Linked DNA regions of Mus musculus: region 1 is linked to region 2. A link is a contact called in public HiChIP or PLAC-seq data. All regions are on one chromosome and are shown on one strand. The core of a region is the stretch at or near the end of the contact, and the rest is flanking DNA. Distances in the headings are between cores, read along the strand shown.

The links. HiChIP or PLAC-seq counts read pairs in DNA pulled down with a chosen protein or histone mark.
Region 1: a contact with region 2 is called in an HNF4G HiChIP or PLAC-seq map of pancreatic cancer cells. The contact joins the promoter of Tefm here to the promoter of Rhbdl3 in region 2. A contact is called at or near these places in 1 of 39 promoter capture datasets (hippocampal neurons), 1 of 484 Hi-C or Micro-C datasets (embryonic stem cells), 3 of 115 datasets of contacts at active chromatin or transcription factors (effector CD8 T cells, embryonic stem cells and pancreatic cancer cells) and 3 of 9 other capture datasets (adipose tissue, liver and pancreatic islet).

What each region holds. Positions count from the first base shown.
Region 1 is chr11:80,139,709-80,143,532 of GRCm38.p6, reverse strand. Tefm (transcription elongation factor, mitochondrial) reads left to right here and starts at 1,380. Exons shown (of 4, transcript NM_183275.2): 1 at 1,380-1,456; 2 at 3,210-3,667. The coding sequence starts at 1,414.
Region 2 is chr11:80,298,011-80,302,353 of GRCm38.p6, reverse strand. It overlaps Rhbdl3 (rhomboid like 3), which reads right to left and starts at 1,442. Exons shown (of 9, transcript NM_139228.3): 1 at 1,083-1,442. The coding sequence starts at 1,193.

The DNA.
Region 1 (3,824 bases), core at 131-2,630, 160 kb after region 2:
GAGTGTTTTGCCTACATGTATGTCTGTGTGCCAAGTCTGTGCCTGGTGCCTGTGGAGGTCAGAAGAGGTTATTGGACATCCCCGGAACCAGAATTATAGATGGTTGTCAGCCACCATGTGGATGTTGTGAACCAAAGCCGGATCCTCCACAAGAGCAACAAGTACTCTGAACGGCTGAGCCTGTGAATAGCTTTTGTTGTTGATGCCTTTTGAGACAGAGTCATTTTTGTAGTCTAGGGTGGCCTCAAACTCATTACATAGCCTAGACTGGACTCAAACTCACAATTCTCCTCATGCTCCTAAGTGTGGGCATTATAGGTTAGCTACGACGTCTAATATAACCACAAACCCATTACTAGACCCTTTTCCACTCTTCTTCCTTAGCCCAGGTTTCATTCCCCACAGTTCACTCTGCCTTGGCAAGAAAATCTGTTGTCATTCCTCCTACGCCCCGCCCAAGTTACCTGGCAACAGCCAGGTAGGCCTGGCTTTGCTCTAAAAGGAACTGCTTGCCCTCTCTGACTCTTTTCTCTCTGACCCCTTTTCCCCTCTCTCCTCTTCTCCCTCCCCGTCCTCTTCAACGTGTACTGGGCCACCAGTTCGTTCGTGTTCTCTCTCTCTCTCTCTCTCTCTCTCTCTCTCTCCCCCCTTTCCCTGCCTCTACTCCCTTCTTAACTCCCCCCCCCCCCAATAAACTCTATGCCATACTGGAGCTGGGTACCTCGGAGAGGAGGGGATGCCTCAGGATGGGCACCTCACCACACCATACCGCGCTCCATAAAACACAACAATTGTTTTATAAAACATATCACAATAACTTTCCGATTCCTCTTTCTTGTCCTCAGGTTCTTCTACAGTCCAGCCTCACATTGGCTGCAAATGACCAATTTTCTTTTTTTCTAGAAAGCCCCTCTAATCTGACTTTGCAACTAAAAAACAAGCAACCTGCCCGACTTTTTCAACTGTTCCACTTCGCATTCCAAGGATCAAATGTGGCTCCAGACTCACCTCCCCCCATCCTTTTCAAACAGTCAAAAGTGCCCAGCGTCAAAGCGACCTCATACATTGGCCTTATCCCGTGCATCTCTCCCAGATACTCCTCCTCTCAACTCCGGACAGGGTTACATGTGTGCATATAGGCTCCCCACTGTCTGCTGTGTGTCTGGGAACCCAGAGGAGACTCGCCCCAAAACAGGATTAAACCTAGTCTACTCCTATGCATCTCGGCGATCCCGAACGGCCACACTTTCTCCAGAGACCATCAGCCATCAATTACTAGGAACTCCGTTGGCATTTCCCTGAGACTGTCGCTTTCGCCGGAACCCTTCTGCCCAGCCCCGGCCGAGCACTTTTTGTTGGAGCACACGAAACCGGAAGTTGAGGAGGAACACAGGCGTGGGAAAGAGCCTGGCGATGGCTTGGAGGACAAACCTTGCTTGCCTCATCAAGGCCGGAGGTAGGGTTCCTGAGCACGAGGTGGATTGCTTTCCAGTCACTAGCCTGTAACCGGGAGTGGTTCTCTTCTGCCCTGTGTCCGGTTGTCCAGCGTGGAGCTGTAGCGGAGCTGAGGGGCGTTCATGTCCCCCAGCCCCGGAGCCCGTCCGCTTTAATGGCCCGGGGTCCACGCGCGTGCGCCCCTTCCCGGGCCGGAGTAGCTCGCTTAGCCTCTGGCTGTGTCGTCTTCCTGTGGCCGCGCTGGGAGGATGACTTTACACTGTCTTATAAAGTTATCCATTGCACAATGTAGACTGCTTGCAAAAATACAGCCTTGTTAGCAATATTGAGAACCATGCAGAACAAAATAAACCGTCCCCACCACTTAGTTAATATCACCAGCCCCCGCTTGCCCCAGTCAGAGCTCCATGTTGCCCAAGCTGGCCTGCAACTCACTATGTAGCTAAATCCTGATCTTCCTGCTTCCATCTCCTAAATGCTAGGATTGCAAGTGAGGAACACCACTCCTGACCAGCTAAAACATTTATTATAAACGTATAAAGTTTAATTTCCTTTAGTTCCATCAGATGATAAACTAGTAAAAAATGGAACTGGAGATCAATCATAAGAGGCGATACAAAAAATCCTCATAATATTATAAATGCCATAAGTAGCAGACATTTGAAATAATTTTAATTAAAATTAAGTGGTTCTAGGTATAGAAACCAAGGCCTTGCCAGAAACTAGGTCCTATCTAACTGGCCCTTAACTTTTTTGATTGTTTTTACTTTAGCAAACAGTCTCATTGCCTGGAACACTGTACTAGACCAGTCTGGCCATGAACTCTCAGAGGTCTGCCTGGTTTTGCCTCCCAAATGCTGGTTTTGTTTGTTTGTTTGGTTTTTTTGAATCAGGGTTTCTCTGAGTAGCCCTGGCTGTCCTGGAACTCACTTTGTAGACCAGACTGGCCTTGAACTAAGAAATCGACCTGTCTTTGCCTCCCAAGTGCTGGGATTAAAGGCACGTGCCACCACTGCCTGGCTCAAATGCTGGTATTAAAGGTGGACTCTACTTATCCCGAGAAGACTACAATTTCTTTATTTTAATTAATTAAATTTTTGGAGATGAGGTCTCAGGTAGTCCAGACTGTCATAAAACTCTTGGAATCTGAATCTTGTATGGACTGCCCCTCAGGTGCTGAGGTTGTACATACGGAGTTACAGTGCCAGGCAACTACAGCTTCTTCCTTGAGACAGCGCCTCTGTGTAGTACTGGCTATCCTGGTGCAGCTGAATTACTATGAAGTCAAGGCCATCCTGGTCTTCATACTGAATTTGAGTATGAAGACTATCCAGTGACATCCTGTCTCAAAAAAGAAAACAACAACAAAAACCCCACAAACAAACCCAACCCTACCAATGATCAAAACCAACCAACCAACCAACCAAAAACCAAACAAACCCTCAAAGATAGATAACTGTAATTATTGTAAAACTACTCTTTATGTTTTGTTTGTTTTTCAATACAGAGTTTCACTGTGCAGTCCTGGTTGTCCCGAACTTCCTCTGTAGACCAGGCTGCCCTTGAACTCAGAGATCCTCCTGCTTCTGCCTCCCCAGTGCTGGGATTAAAGGTGTGCACAACTACAACCAGCTCTACACTCCTCTTAAAGACAATTCTCTGTGATAATATGGTCTGTGTGCAAGTCTGTATAACTGCACAAGCTTGGGTATTAACTGTCAAGGAGAACATTATAAGTCAAGTTTCCCTTTTAGGGAGGAGATGGTTTCCAGTCCCAGAGTACTCATCCCTGCCTCCAGTCCTAAATAACACCTGCTCTGTGAGGAAATCCACTGCACCTGAGAAACGTGTTGCCAGTGTTGCTGCTTGTGATACAGATGGAAAGGAGCCCGGGAATCCATTGGACAGGCTCTTCTCCCTGGAGCAGCAGGCTTCTATCTTACAAGTGCTGAATACAGCTTCTGATAAAGAACTGGAAGCTTTCAGGTTGCTTCGAGGAAGGAAGTCCGTCAATATTGTAGAACACAGAAAGAAGTTTGGGCCGTTTCAGAGGTTGGAGAATTTGATAGACGTGCCCTTGATCCAATATAAAACTGCTGTTGAAGTTTGTAACTCCATTCTCTGTCCGGAGAACAGACGGAGGAAAAAGTCACAGGAGAAGTGGCTGCTGAGAAAGTTCATCAAGCCAGGTGTAGAGCAAGAGAGACTTAAGGTACAGTCTCCCCTGACCACCACCCTTTGGGAACTTACTCTGGAAAGCAAAGCACCGTTCCCAGTGGTGGGTGAGAGACGAGGTTTTTGTTTTATTTCTAAGTGTGTGTGTGTGTGCGCGCTCGCGCACGTGCTCTCTTTTCTGTCTCTCTCTCTCT
Region 2 (4,343 bases), core at 193-2,692:
TCACGTCCACATCTACTCCCGGAGTACACCTTCAGACCTTGTCTGTTGGAGGACTCTGCTCAGGAGACTCGCCCCTGCTTGAGCACTCTGTGTGTGTGTGTGTGTGTGTGTGTGTGTGTGTGTGTTCCCCAATATGCTTCCAAGACTGAGTGCAAGTACTGAATACAGAAGACTCTCTCAGGAGTTAGGGCCAGGACAAAGTGACAGGTTTAGTTACGCAAACCCGAGAGATGTTAGACTCCCGGCCCATTCAGATTTGCTGGCTGTGGTTTCGTAGGCTGGGGTTTCTGGTTTAATTTTACTCTGAAGGAGGGACAGGTCCGAGGCAGGGTGCCGAGAGGGAGTAGTTTCATCAACTCAAGCACCCGGGGCTTTCCAGATCCTGCCTCGCCTCCCAGGACAGCAGACAAGAGATCTAAGCGGCAGATGGCAGGAAAGCCCTCTGGAGTAACCCCTCCCTACCCTGCCCCAGGGGACCGTTCCTGGCACCGAGGTGGTCAGGGACTCCTGAGCCCCCTGCTGGGAGCATTTCGACCCAGCTAGCTCTGGCTGGGTTCAGGGACTGAGATCAGTTTGAATTTCAATCAGTGTCGCGACCGGACTGACGCCGGCGGGAGCTAATCTGGCAGCCGAGAAGGGGTCTCCAGAGCGGTCTGCGCTGATCAGAGACTGGGCATCTGCGGCGCCGGTTCCTTCCCCGGGCTTGCAGAGTCCGCAGGTCGCTGAGGGGAGGGGAGGGGAAGTCACTACAGTGACGCGGCCGCCTCTGCAGGAAAACGCCGTGTCCCGGGCACTGCACCAGCCGCGGGGAGGGGGCTCGGCAGCCGACAGGTTCCCGGCGCAGTGGCCCGGGCTGTGTCCCGCAGTGAAGCCGCGGGAACCCGAGCGGGGTGGGGAGCGCGCGCTTGCATTTGGGGGAGACCTATCTCTCCTACCCTCGGGGACCCCCGACTCATCCCGGACGCTCCGGTGACATAACCTTGAAGCCTCTAAGTTGTCTGCGGGGTAGGGAGCTGAGGCAGTGGCGTCTCCCCGCGTGGCGCCCCCCAGAAAGTTTGAGGGACACAGGAGGGGGCACTCACGTCTTCTGGCGCGGCGGGCAGTCGCTCCTCGGCCTCGGGCTCCAGCTCCTCGATGCGCTCAGCCTCCGCGCAGGCGGCCACTGCGGGGCCGGGGCTGGGGTGCTCGCCCATGGCCCAGACTGCGGCGCTCGTCCCGGGGCGCCGGGCTAACTTTGCGCCGCCGCGGCCGTGCTGCTCCAGGAGCTAGCTGCGCCCCTCGCCGCCTCCGCGCTCGCTCCCATGGTTCTGCTCTCCCCACCGCCCTCACTGCGGCCCCCGCGACCCGGGGCGCTGGGCCCCTAGCCGCCAAACTTCTTGGCCTCTGTCGCGGGCCCGAGGCAGGGCGCCCTTGGGCCAGCCGGGCCCTACCGCTCCCCGCGCTCCTTCCCGCTCCGCGCGGCCCCCGCTCTGCGCGCGAGCCTCCTCCTCCCCACGGACTCCTCCGGGGTGGCGCGCGGCGGGGGCGGGGCTGCTCGCGGGGCCCCCGCCCCCCCAGGCCGCCCGCGGGGAGGGAGGGAGGGAAAGAGGGAGGGCTGGCTGCCGGGAGGCGAGCGACAAGCCGCCGCTCCTCCCGCCCGGAGATGGGGACTGCGTTGCCCTCAGCCTGCTCAGCTCAGCACCGGGTTAACCATCACTTGGAAGCAGCAGATTGTGTGACGGAGGCAGAAGCGAGGTTCTCACGAAGTTGGCCATGTCAGGGTTAAATAGGACTGAATTGAGAGTGAGATGTGAAAATTGGATTCCACCAGCCACCCTTAAGACCTCTCTCTGTTCGCTGTGGTCTTGGATTCTGGGAGGTCTGGGAAAGCCTAGAGATGAGAGAAAGGTCAGGTGGTTTGGGACCCTAAATCCTAACCTTTGCCCTACCTCTCCATCTAGAGCTGTATGCTATCTTCAGGTTTCTCGACCATGTTAAATCCAGGAAAGTAGTGCCCTGCCAGACAGGAGCGGAGGGGTGGAGTGCCGGGGAGGGATTGCGGGGTGGGGGGAGAGCTGGCCGGGGGTGGGGGTGGGGGTGGTGGGGAACAAAAACAAAAAACTAAAACTAAAAACCAGGAATGAAGTTAGCAAAGTACTAAAGGATGTTTAAAGAAGAAAAATGGGAGACAGAGTACCTGTGGGAAAAGCGATCTTCCCACCTAACTATAATTTGTGCCAGTGCCCGGGCTGGGGTAGATGCTCCTCAAGGGAGGCTCAGGGGCTCAGTCCTGGTTCAGCCGCCCCTCCCCCTCCCACACTCCCCACACCCACACACACCCCCACCCCCGCTCCTCCGGCAGCCTACATACAGAACCAAAGCCCTTCAACCTCTCCGCATCATCATTACCCCTCTCGACGTCCAAAGGATTATTATTATTATCAGAAGTTGCAATTAACACCTTCATTTTCATAACGCAAATGTAACCACATCGTGCAAACCCAGGATCCAACCTGTGACCATCTCGCCCAGCACTGACTACTCCTCTTAAACCCAGAAGGAAATCAGTTCCATCCTAATTAGGTGAGTTTGCAACAGACACCAATTTTCATCTCGGTTTCAGAAAGTGTGATCATTCCAACTATTTTTGTTTCTTGCCACCCCTCCCCCATCTCTACTCTACTAACAAGTCAAGATCCTGCCAAGATTTCCTTGTAAATAAAACTGTCTGCATGGGGGTGTGATTTTTTTGAAAACTGCCTTCAGGGGACAGAAGAGAGGCTGAATTCTTTCTGATAAAAAAGCCTATTAGGATAAGCAACTGCTGGGGCCCTGAGGGCCAGGGACCCTGTCTCTACCTCCCCTGCTACCGTTGGCTGGACATAACATGAGCAGTGCTGGCTCTGTTACATTCAGACCTTTGGGAAAGAGCTGGTTCTGAAAGCCTGGTTACAGGGGGATTGGAAAGAGACAGGTGCGTGGAAGAGAAGGCCACTCTGCAGAGATGTCCAGCATCCACTGACACACCCCCCTCCCCCCCAGCTAGTCCTCACAAGCTTTCTCTTCTCTAGCCCAGGGACAGCTCTTAGCAACAGATCCAACTCAGTCACCCCCTCATGGGGAAGTTACCTTCCCATTGCTGAACATTTGTTGAGCTCTTATTAAACACTAGGGGAGATCTCTGAGGGTACATGGATGAGCGAAAGACAAGCCCTGTCCTCTATAAGTGGTTTATCTTGGTGTGTGTGTGGAGGTGGGGTGGGGCACACAGCCATGTTCAACAAATCTTGGGTTCCACAGAAACTCAGGAGTCCTACAGCCTGAAAGGAAGAGGAGGGGCCCTGGTGGATCCAGGAGGTCTTCCCAAAGGAAGCACTTCCATAGCCCTGTAGCAGGAGACACAGCAATTCAGGCAGAGGGGACAGCGTGCAGAGTGGAAGGGGAACTGCAAGGGATTTGGCATGGTTGGAAATCAAACTACACCAGCATCAATAGAAGAGTCCAGCCTGAGGGGAGGCGTGAGAGAGAGGGCTGCTAGTTTCCTGAGAATGGAGTTTGGATTCCATCCTAAGGGCAGCAGGAGACACAGAAGAACACTGATACTGTTACAGAAGACAGTAACACTTGAAAAGATCCCTCCTAGACTGATGCAGCAGCAGGAGCCTTTAGACCCAGCCACTTGGGAGGCTGAAACAGGGGGATTATTTGAATCCTTATGATGTCCTGTATTAGAGGCCAGGGCAATACAACCCCCATATTCCCTCTCTTTCCTCTTCCTTTTCTCTCTTCACTTTTTTTTTAAAGATTTATTTATTTATTATATGTAAGTACACTGTAGCTGTCTTCAGACACACCAGAAGAGGGCGTCTTGTTACAGATGGTTGTGAGCCACCATGTGGTTGCTGGGATTTGAACTCTGGACCTTCGGAAGAGAAGAGCAGTCGGGTGGGGTGCTCTTACTCACTGAGCCATCTCACCAGCCCCCCTCTCTTCACTTTTATTTTGAGAGTATGTCAAATTAAGTTGCTAAGGTTGGCCTTGAACTTGTGAGTCTTCCTATCTCATTCTCCCAAGGAGTTGGGATAATAGATTTGCCCACCAGGCCTGGATGTAAGACTTCATCTCTGGGTTGGTGAGATGGCTCAGCAGTTAAGAGCCTGACTCACTGGCTGTTCTTCCAGAGGGCCTGAGTTCAGTTCCCAGCAACCATCTATAGGGAGATCTGATGCCCCCTTCAAGCAGGCGGATGTATAAGCAGCAGAGCACTCACATTAAATAAATTTTGAAAAAATCTTAAAAAAAAGACTTCATCTCATTCATATCTAAATAAAAAAGGTCTGGAGAGAGATGGTTCTGCAACACTG